Linked DNA regions of Pan troglodytes: region 1 is linked to region 2. Evidence: chromatin contacts called from public capture Hi-C data. All regions are on one chromosome and are shown on one strand. Each heading gives the region's core, a stretch centred on a gene start, on an enhancer-like site or on the middle of the called end of the contact. The rest is flanking DNA. Distances are from core to core; before and after follow the strand shown. Region 1 overlaps BLK (BLK proto-oncogene, Src family tyrosine kinase). Region 2 overlaps LOC134810656 (a long non-coding RNA gene).

The links. Capture Hi-C pulls out chosen DNA fragments and counts their contacts.
Region 1: a contact with region 2 is called in a capture Hi-C map of stem cell-derived neural stem cells, with 8 times the contacts expected there. The contact joins two enhancer-like sites. A contact is called at or near these places in 5 of 7 Hi-C or Micro-C datasets (blood, induced pluripotent stem cells, a lymphoblastoid cell line and 1 more), 1 of 1 datasets of contacts at active chromatin or transcription factors (stem cell-derived excitatory neurons) and 1 of 1 other capture datasets (stem cell-derived neural stem cells).

What each region holds. Positions count from the first base shown.
Region 1 is chr7:17,540,141-17,543,857 of NHGRI_mPanTro3-v2.0_pri, reverse strand. BLK (BLK proto-oncogene, Src family tyrosine kinase) reads right to left here. Exons shown (of 13, transcript XM_016959096.4): 4 at 2,499-2,592; 5 at 1,514-1,612; 6 at 363-466. Among named protein-coding and RNA genes, the nearest start is that of BLK, 56 kb to the right of the region's middle. Within about 2 kb of position 1,492, at least 1 of the 24 cell types and tissues checked has an H3K27ac peak or open chromatin away from gene starts, as enhancers often do. A contact at or near this core is called in stem cell-derived neural stem cells, where this site is marked.
Region 2 is chr7:17,401,751-17,405,701 of NHGRI_mPanTro3-v2.0_pri, reverse strand. All of the region lies in intron 2 of LOC134810656 (a long non-coding RNA gene), which reads right to left. Among named protein-coding and RNA genes, the nearest start is that of FAM167A, 56 kb to the left of the region's middle. Within about 2 kb of position 1,616, at least 8 of the 24 cell types and tissues checked have an H3K27ac peak or open chromatin away from gene starts, as enhancers often do. A contact at or near this core is called in stem cell-derived neural stem cells, where this site is marked.

The DNA of each region.
Region 1 (3,717 bases), core at 243-2,742, 140 kb before region 2:
GAGCTCCCCCTAATCCTTGATTCCAAAGAGGCTGGTGGTTGAGGGCTCAGGGTTCCCCCTTCCCTGGCCCCCACTGGCCTCGGTGTTCCTGCTGACTGGGCAGCAGGGCCAGTCTGGCGTGGGACCACCCCTGTCCACCCGGCTTCCTGTGCCCAGGTGGTTTCCAGCCTGGACAGGGAGGACTGTGTGGACAGCCCCCATGTCAACTCCCGGGCAGGGCCTGAATTCGGAGGGACACAAGCCCGGAAGCTGCTGGTTCTCCTGGCAGTCACCCCTTCCCCTCTCACTCCAGGGCCAGGCCTCTGGAGGGGCCTTCCCGGGAGGAGCAGGGCAAGGAAGGCAGGCAAAGCCACCAAACCTACCTTTGTTGGTTTCACTCTCTCTGATAAGAAAGGAGCCGGCCTTGTTGATTGGAGCAAGAAGCTGCCTCTCAGCCTCCTTCCGACCCAGTGATCTAAAGAACCACCTGGAAAATGGCAGGAACAGGTGAAACTCAGAGCGACCCTGCTCCTCGGAGTATTCCCACACAGCCTCCCTCCTGCACTGCCTGTCCCCAAGAAAGAAAAATCTAGCATTTCTGCTCCCAGTCGGCCCTGAGCTGCTGCTCCTCACACCGTGATGGAGTCAGTGCCCTCTGCCCCGCTGCCCTTCCAGTTCCGCTTCCTGTCAGCCCTGGACTCACTGTTTTCCTAAAATGAAACAAGAACACTAGTTGGTTGACCTTTGTTAATTTTGCTTTGGAAAAATGCCCCTGATCACACTCTCCAAAGCACAGCTGCGTATCACAGGCACGTGCCTCCTCCTTGCAGTCTGAGATCTGAATTAGGCAAACTGCCGAGACTCTCTGAGCAGGGACACCAGTATGTCCCCTTCAGTATGGGGTTGTTCTGTGCAGGACAGCCCCACGGTTCCCCACACTGTTCCAGGGAAAGAAGCGGGGCCCACAGTGCCCAGAGAAGACTCGTTCCTGGGCCTCAGTCCTCAGGCAGAGCTAGTCCCTGTGAGCAGATTCGTGGGGGCTCTGGCTGGCCGAGTCCGAAATTCCCAGTGCCAATGGGGACATGGGGGAAGATGGGGGCTGGGGGATTAGAAGATTGGGATCTTGCTTTCGTGTTCATCAGTTCTGAACAAGGCCACCCTCCTGGGAGCCCCCGAGGGCTGAGCCCTGAGTCCTGCCCATGGAGGCTGTAGGGGACGGGTTGCTGGTCATAGTGCCTGCCCGGTAGCCTTCGAGGCCATCAGACACTGGGGCCGGTTCCATCCAGGGAAGCCAGGAGAAGGACCGCTCTTGTTTAGCTGGGAAGAGCGGCTTGCTCAGTGTCACACAGCAGTCTGAATGTTGTCTGGAGCCAGCAGAGAGGCCTTTTGCAGCAGAGCTCATTTCCTGTCCCCTCTTTGCCAGTGCCTGCAGGCTCCCTGGTCAGTCCCATTCTGGCCCTGCCCTGCCTAACAGCCCAGGGAGCAGAAACAGTGACTGCATCTTGGCTCGAGGGGGGTTCCCGTGCCCACCTACCTTTCCATTTCCAGGCTCTCCACTCGGGCCACAAAGTTGCTGGGCACATAGCCTTCTCTTCCTGTGACGAGTGACCTGGCCAGCCACCAGTCTCCAGTTCTAATGGGAGCAGGGGAAACAGAGATGAGATCATGGCCCCTGTAGGCCCGTCACTGGGCAGCTCTCAGGCCTCCACAAAGTCATCTCTCCCTGGAGGGCAGAGAATCCGCAGGGGTAGACAGTACGGCAGGCAGGAAGGGGCTTGTGCCCACTGCTCAGTGGTACAGTGGCTATCTGGGCAAGTTCTAGGGGGAAGAGCTTATCTACACAGCCTGACCAGCCAAGAGGGCACAAGGATCCAGCCAGCAGCCTTCCTCTTGATGAATGGGACGTGTTCAGAGCTTGGTGAGTGACTGGGGACAGGCTTGAGAAAAACACGGTTGGCGTGGACTGTATAGAATCAGCAGTCAGGACTTTCATGAGCTTGGCTCAAGGCCTTTGGAGAACTTCAAGAACCAAATCAGACCCTCAGAGCTCCACAGGACAAGCCTGGCCACTGAGAGGGATCTGACCTAGAAGGAGTTTCTGAGAAGGACATGGGAAATGAGCTAAAGCGGGATTGGTGTGTGTCATCAGTGTGGGCTCCTGTCTTGAAAAGGAGACAAATATGGACACAACTGGCTTAAATGCAAGGCTGTCATGGAACAGCCAGACCAGCATGCATAAAGGACAAGGTCCACATGCCCAAAAGAGTCAGGAGGGCTGCATGGAGGTGGTGGCATGGAACGTGGACTTTGAAGGTTGTGAATGGAAATTACTTCACCAGAAAGATTTTGGAGAGGAAGATAAAAGGGCCAAGTTCAAGAAAATGCTGGGGTCAGGGCTGGGGGCAGGGCAATGGAGAAGACTTCCAGGGTCAGCCATGGAGGATGTGGTGGGTGGAGAAAGGAGAGATGTGGGGGAGGGGGGTCCTGCAGGGACAGGGGATGGTGTCCTGGAACCTCACCCCTTCAGGACCTGTAGCTTCTCCCCCTTCAGCATCTGCAGGTCCCGATCATTCATAGCGGTGTAGTCATACAGAGCCACCACAAAATGCTTGTCTGAAATGAACAAGGGAGAGATGACCACCACTCAGGCCCACAAGCGGGAAGGTGGGGCTGGGGTTAGCCTGGCTACCAAGGAGGACAGGCTTCTGCTTGCCCATGATGGAAATGATGTTCTCACCCAGCACAGGCCCCCACTCCCAGCCCTGTGACCCCACCAGGGATGGGCTGCCCCCCAGAGCCCATCCTGTCCTCCTTTGTGGACCCACTAAGAAGCCCTATGACCTGGACAAGGCGTGTGTGAGGAAGCTGATGGCCAGAGGTCAGCCACAGGGAGGCAGCCACTGCCGGGCTGCTGGTGGCCTCAGGCCCACATTCGGACATAGTGCTGGGAGCCCTCATCTTCTTATTCTACACCTGACCTCGGAGGCCCATAAGTCTCCTCTTATCCTTTTCCTCCTCTGCCCCGCCTGCCTCTATCCCCAATAGGGGTGGTCTTGCCACGTGGCAGCTGGAGCCCTGGCCTCTCCACTCTCTGTGCCCAGAGCCCCAGCCACACTGTCTGTGGCTGCCAGTGACCCTGCCGGGCCCCCCACCTTGCTGGCGGACCCTGGATGGAAGGCAGGAAGAGGGCTCAGGAGCTTGAGCACCATCTTCAAGTGAGCCCTGCTGTGACGCAGGCTCTCTGCACAGCTCTGGGAGCCACAGGACCCACCTGATGAAGGTCACCTGGAGAGCACTTAGCTTCCCCGGGTGGGGTGGCTCCGCTCTGTCACTGAGCTGAGTGTTGTGACCTTGGGCTGGTCACCTCTTCTCAGCAGGAAAGCAAGGGTCAGAATGGGTGACAGTGGTTCCCTGAAGTTTTAAGATTCAGGTTCTGCTCACAAGTGTGACAGATTCTGAGCTTTTCCAGGGAAGGGGTCGCATCTACCTGTTGTCACCCCTTCGCCATTCCTTGGACAGAGCTGGGCTCTGTGTGCTGAATGCCCAGTACACATGATATGAGCAGGTTAATGGGTGGGGCCTGGCTGGCCGAGGCATCCCTTCCCCATGCTGTGTGGACATGGATGATGAGGAGGCCGCGGGAAGTCACTTTGAACGAGGCCACCCTCTTGGGAGTCCCCAGGGGTGGAGCCTCTGGCCCAGAAAGGCCGAGCTCATTCCCTACAGTACCCAGCAGGC
Region 2 (3,951 bases), core at 367-2,866:
GTGATCTCTTTTTCTTTGTGATCTGTACCCTGCAAAACCAGCCCTCCCCAACTCCTATCTCAAACCCACAATGAAGCCCATGTCAGAAGCACCAGGGGTAGAAAACAGAAGGTGGGGAGAGAGAGGGGGAGGAAGAGAGGAAGCAAGAGAGAGAGGAAGGGAGAGAGAGAAATGAGGAGAAGGCCAAGAAAGAGAGAAGGTGCAAGAAACAGTGAAACGCAGGACGTTATTTTTAAGATGGGATATCGTCACCAAATCCAAGCACATGAACCAGCCTTCCTTTCCTGCACTGCCCCCATCTCCCCTTTTCAGAATGTTCTGGTCAAGTCTAAGAACAGGGCCTAGAAATCACAGCTTCTGAATTTGAGGCTCAGGGGCAGGAGCAGATGCAAGACCCAGCAGCCCTGCAGAAGGCCCCAGTCCCTGACGCCCCATGCCACCACCCAGAGTGGCCTGCCATCACCCATTGTCCATGTGAGCCCAGAGCTAGCTCCAGCCAGGCGGGCGACTGCAGTCCCCTCTCATCTCTGGGCGGGCCCCTGGCAGGTCACCTCCACGTAGCACAGCCCTTCAGAGGGCCCAAAGCAGGAAGGCAGGAGGCCCTACTGCCCACTTTCTTCAGGGGACAGAAGGACAGCGGGGTCACCTCCTGGATCCTGGCTCCCAACTAGCCACCTTGTTCTGCAAAGCTGCCTACGTGCTCTCTCTCTCTCTTTCTGTCTCAGAAAAGACACAGCTGATGGAACCATCATGAAAATGTTTCAGGGCACCCTGAGAGGCAGAACTTGATTTCTTTTAAGCAAGAGAATTTGTGTTTAAAAGACTCCAGCCACTTCTATTTCTAGCAGACGAGACAGTGAGTCTTCCTGAGACAGACGCCAGCATGGCCCCTTTCAGTGAGTGAGAGGAAAGGCAAGTCAGGACTCCTCTTCTTCTGTCGGAGCCAGACCCTCCACTCCCCACTGAGATTGCTAGGGAGGGGTGGACAAGTGATTGTAATGGGGCCAAGAAGCCTTCCAGAAGAAAGGGCTCCTGGCTCCTTCCCAGATGAGCGCTACTGAAGCATCTCTAACTGCCGGAATGCTGTGATCCCAGACAGGCCAGACTGTGGGACTTGGGTGAGCCCCATCACAGGGGCCATGACACTGGGAACCCAGGCCATGGAGGGGTGACATCCTCCACTTCAAGGGGCAGAGCAGACCTGTGAGGGGCAGCCCCTGGGACAAGCGAGTCTTGGTGAAAAAGGGAGAGGAGAAAGGTTTGTCGTGATGAAATGGGGCTCAGAATTATATCGCATAAAGTATTAAGAGAGGCATGACCTTATGTCGCCCCCGAGCTGGTGGGACACATGACTGAGAGCACGTGTCTCTTAGAGCATCTGGCTCTGCTGTCAGAGCCAGAGGGCTTCAGCAATCGGGGGTGTCTCCTCCTATGACAAGAAGCAGGTCCAGGCGCTGGAGTGGTCGGAACTGTTCATTCTCTCTTCCCTGCAGTGCCTCCTCCACCTACTCCTTGTCAGAGCCACAGTGGAGGAGGTCTGAGAACACAGATCTGTCCTGGTCTTGCCCTTCTGCCTCTTAAACAAACGGTTTTTTCACTTTTATCCTGCGGACCCACGGTGTTAAGGAAATCCTAACGCGCCCCCTGCCGGAGACACGGAGATCTCTTTAGAGGTGCATTCTGAGAAACAGTTTGAAAAACGCCCGTGATAGTTGCTTGTGTTCTTGGCATTTGCAATTGCTGTCACTTGCCATGTTTGCTGAAAAATTAAAAGTTCTGATGCTGTTTTCTGCTCAAACCCAAAACCTATGGTTGGAGTGCTCTGTCACAATTCAATTAAATTCTACAAATACTTTTTAGCATCTAGTACGTGCCAAGCCCGGTATCTGCTCTGGGAAACACAATGACTAGATGCTGAAAATGCATAGAGCGCTTTGGTTTTGCTCACGACATTTAAGCTGAAGTTCATGTTTTATCTCCCTCTGCAACCCAATTTTTTTTTTTTTTTTGACAGAGTCTCACTCTGCTGCCCAGGCTGGAGTGCAGTGGTGCGATCTCGACTCACTGCAACCTCCGCCTTCCGGGTTCAAGCCATTCTCCTGCCTCAGCCTCCCAAGTAGCTGGGATTATAGCCACCCACCACAACACCTGGCTAATTTTTTTTGTATTTTCAGTAGAGATGGGGTTTCACCATGTTGGCCAGGCTGGTCTTGAACTCCTGACCTCAGGTGATTCACCCGCCTCGGCCTCCCAAAGTGCTGGGATTACAGGCGTGAGCCACTGTGCCCAGCCTGGAACCCACTTCTTTATAAAGAAAATAAATAGCCATTATTAGCCTATTAAATTTCTTAATCTGTTACTTTGGGGCTTTCCTTCTAATTTTGAAAAGCTACGGTTCCTAAATAATGTAGCCATTTCCCCCATTACAACTGAAAAGCAAGAAATCCTTACATCTTTCTATCATTTGTTTTCATATATTAAAACCCCCCAGACTTCAGATTTCACCCTCTTGGCTTCACCCCCTTTCAAAGCTCTCGCTTTGGTCTTTATCAGCTTGCAGCTAAAAGCTTGGCTATCTCTTCAAGAGGGACAACTGTCTGGGACCATTACCAAATGTTCCAGTTTGCCTCTTCAGTCTTCCTGGTGCCCATCTCTGTTGCTGCCTTTCTTCCCATGAATCAGAAGCAAACAGATTACAATCACAAAAGGCCGTCTGTTCCTTATAATATAAATTTCCCGGTAACAAATTTTCCCCAATTAGATGTGTCTGAGTTCATCTTGTTATGGTCTTGCTTGCTTTTTATTTTCACCTTTAGGAGAAGATGCCTTTCTGGTTTGCTCCCCTGTCTCCAGATAGCTACCTTCCATGCAAACAACCAGTATTTCTGCACCTTAATTATCCCTGGCAACATGCCAAGACATAAATTACTCCTGTAAGCACGGTCCCTGTGACAGATTCCTAACAGAGTTTGTATCCCTTTGACACAAAATACTTTTTAAAAAGGATTTCTTAGCTTAATATTAACTCAGGTTCAAGAAATAATGCAACTTATGTCAGTATTTTTTTCAAAACCTGAATAGACAAATGATTGGAACCAAAGAATATACAACAAAAGCCATCTAAGCAACGTCCACATCCTCAGGAGCTGGATGTGTGATGCTCTTTCTGGACCAGTCCAAATGCCAATTTGAAATTAGTTACCAAACTTTAAATTGCTAAGTGTAAACGTATCGTCTGGGGAGCTTTAAACATTTATCTATGCCAGAGTCCCACCCCAGGGCAATTCAGTGAGAGTTTCTGGGCAGGGGGTTTCAGCCATCCATTGACCAATCTTCTCTCTATGTCTCTCCCTCTACCTATCTCTATTTTAATTTTGTCTCCGCCCCTTTGAACAGATGGTTGTCTTTTCCCATGTATATCCTGACTCCACAATTGGACTGTAAATTTCCTCTTTAGAGTCTCGATACCAATCCCAGCATCCAGAATAGGCAGACCCCTCAATAAATGTGAGAATGATGAGTAGTCTCAGAATTATTTCAGAAGTCTTATCCACCTCAGATATATACAAAAAGTGAATCTTTTGGTCCTTGGGGTTGAATAGCACTGTTGAATGGTTACAATTGAGCTCAGCCGGAAGTGGACGTTCTAAAGCTGGATGGTGATGTCCCATTATCTGCACCACTGGCCCCCTCTGCTGGCACTTTTTCCGATTGTCCATAGAAAAAGCAAGTCACAAGCAAAGCAAGACTTGGCCCTTCAAGGTGTGGCCAGCCTCCAAGTGTCCTCGGTAGGAAGACATCACACCTGGGTCTTAGGGGAAAATAAATCAGGCTTTGAAACATGAGCTGCCAGATGAAAAGAAAAGTTCTGGTCTTACTGAGTCCTTGAGAGGGGCCAGAGGCATAAGAAGTAAACCAAGGGAGCCCTGTGAAGGTCTTCCTTTCTCTACA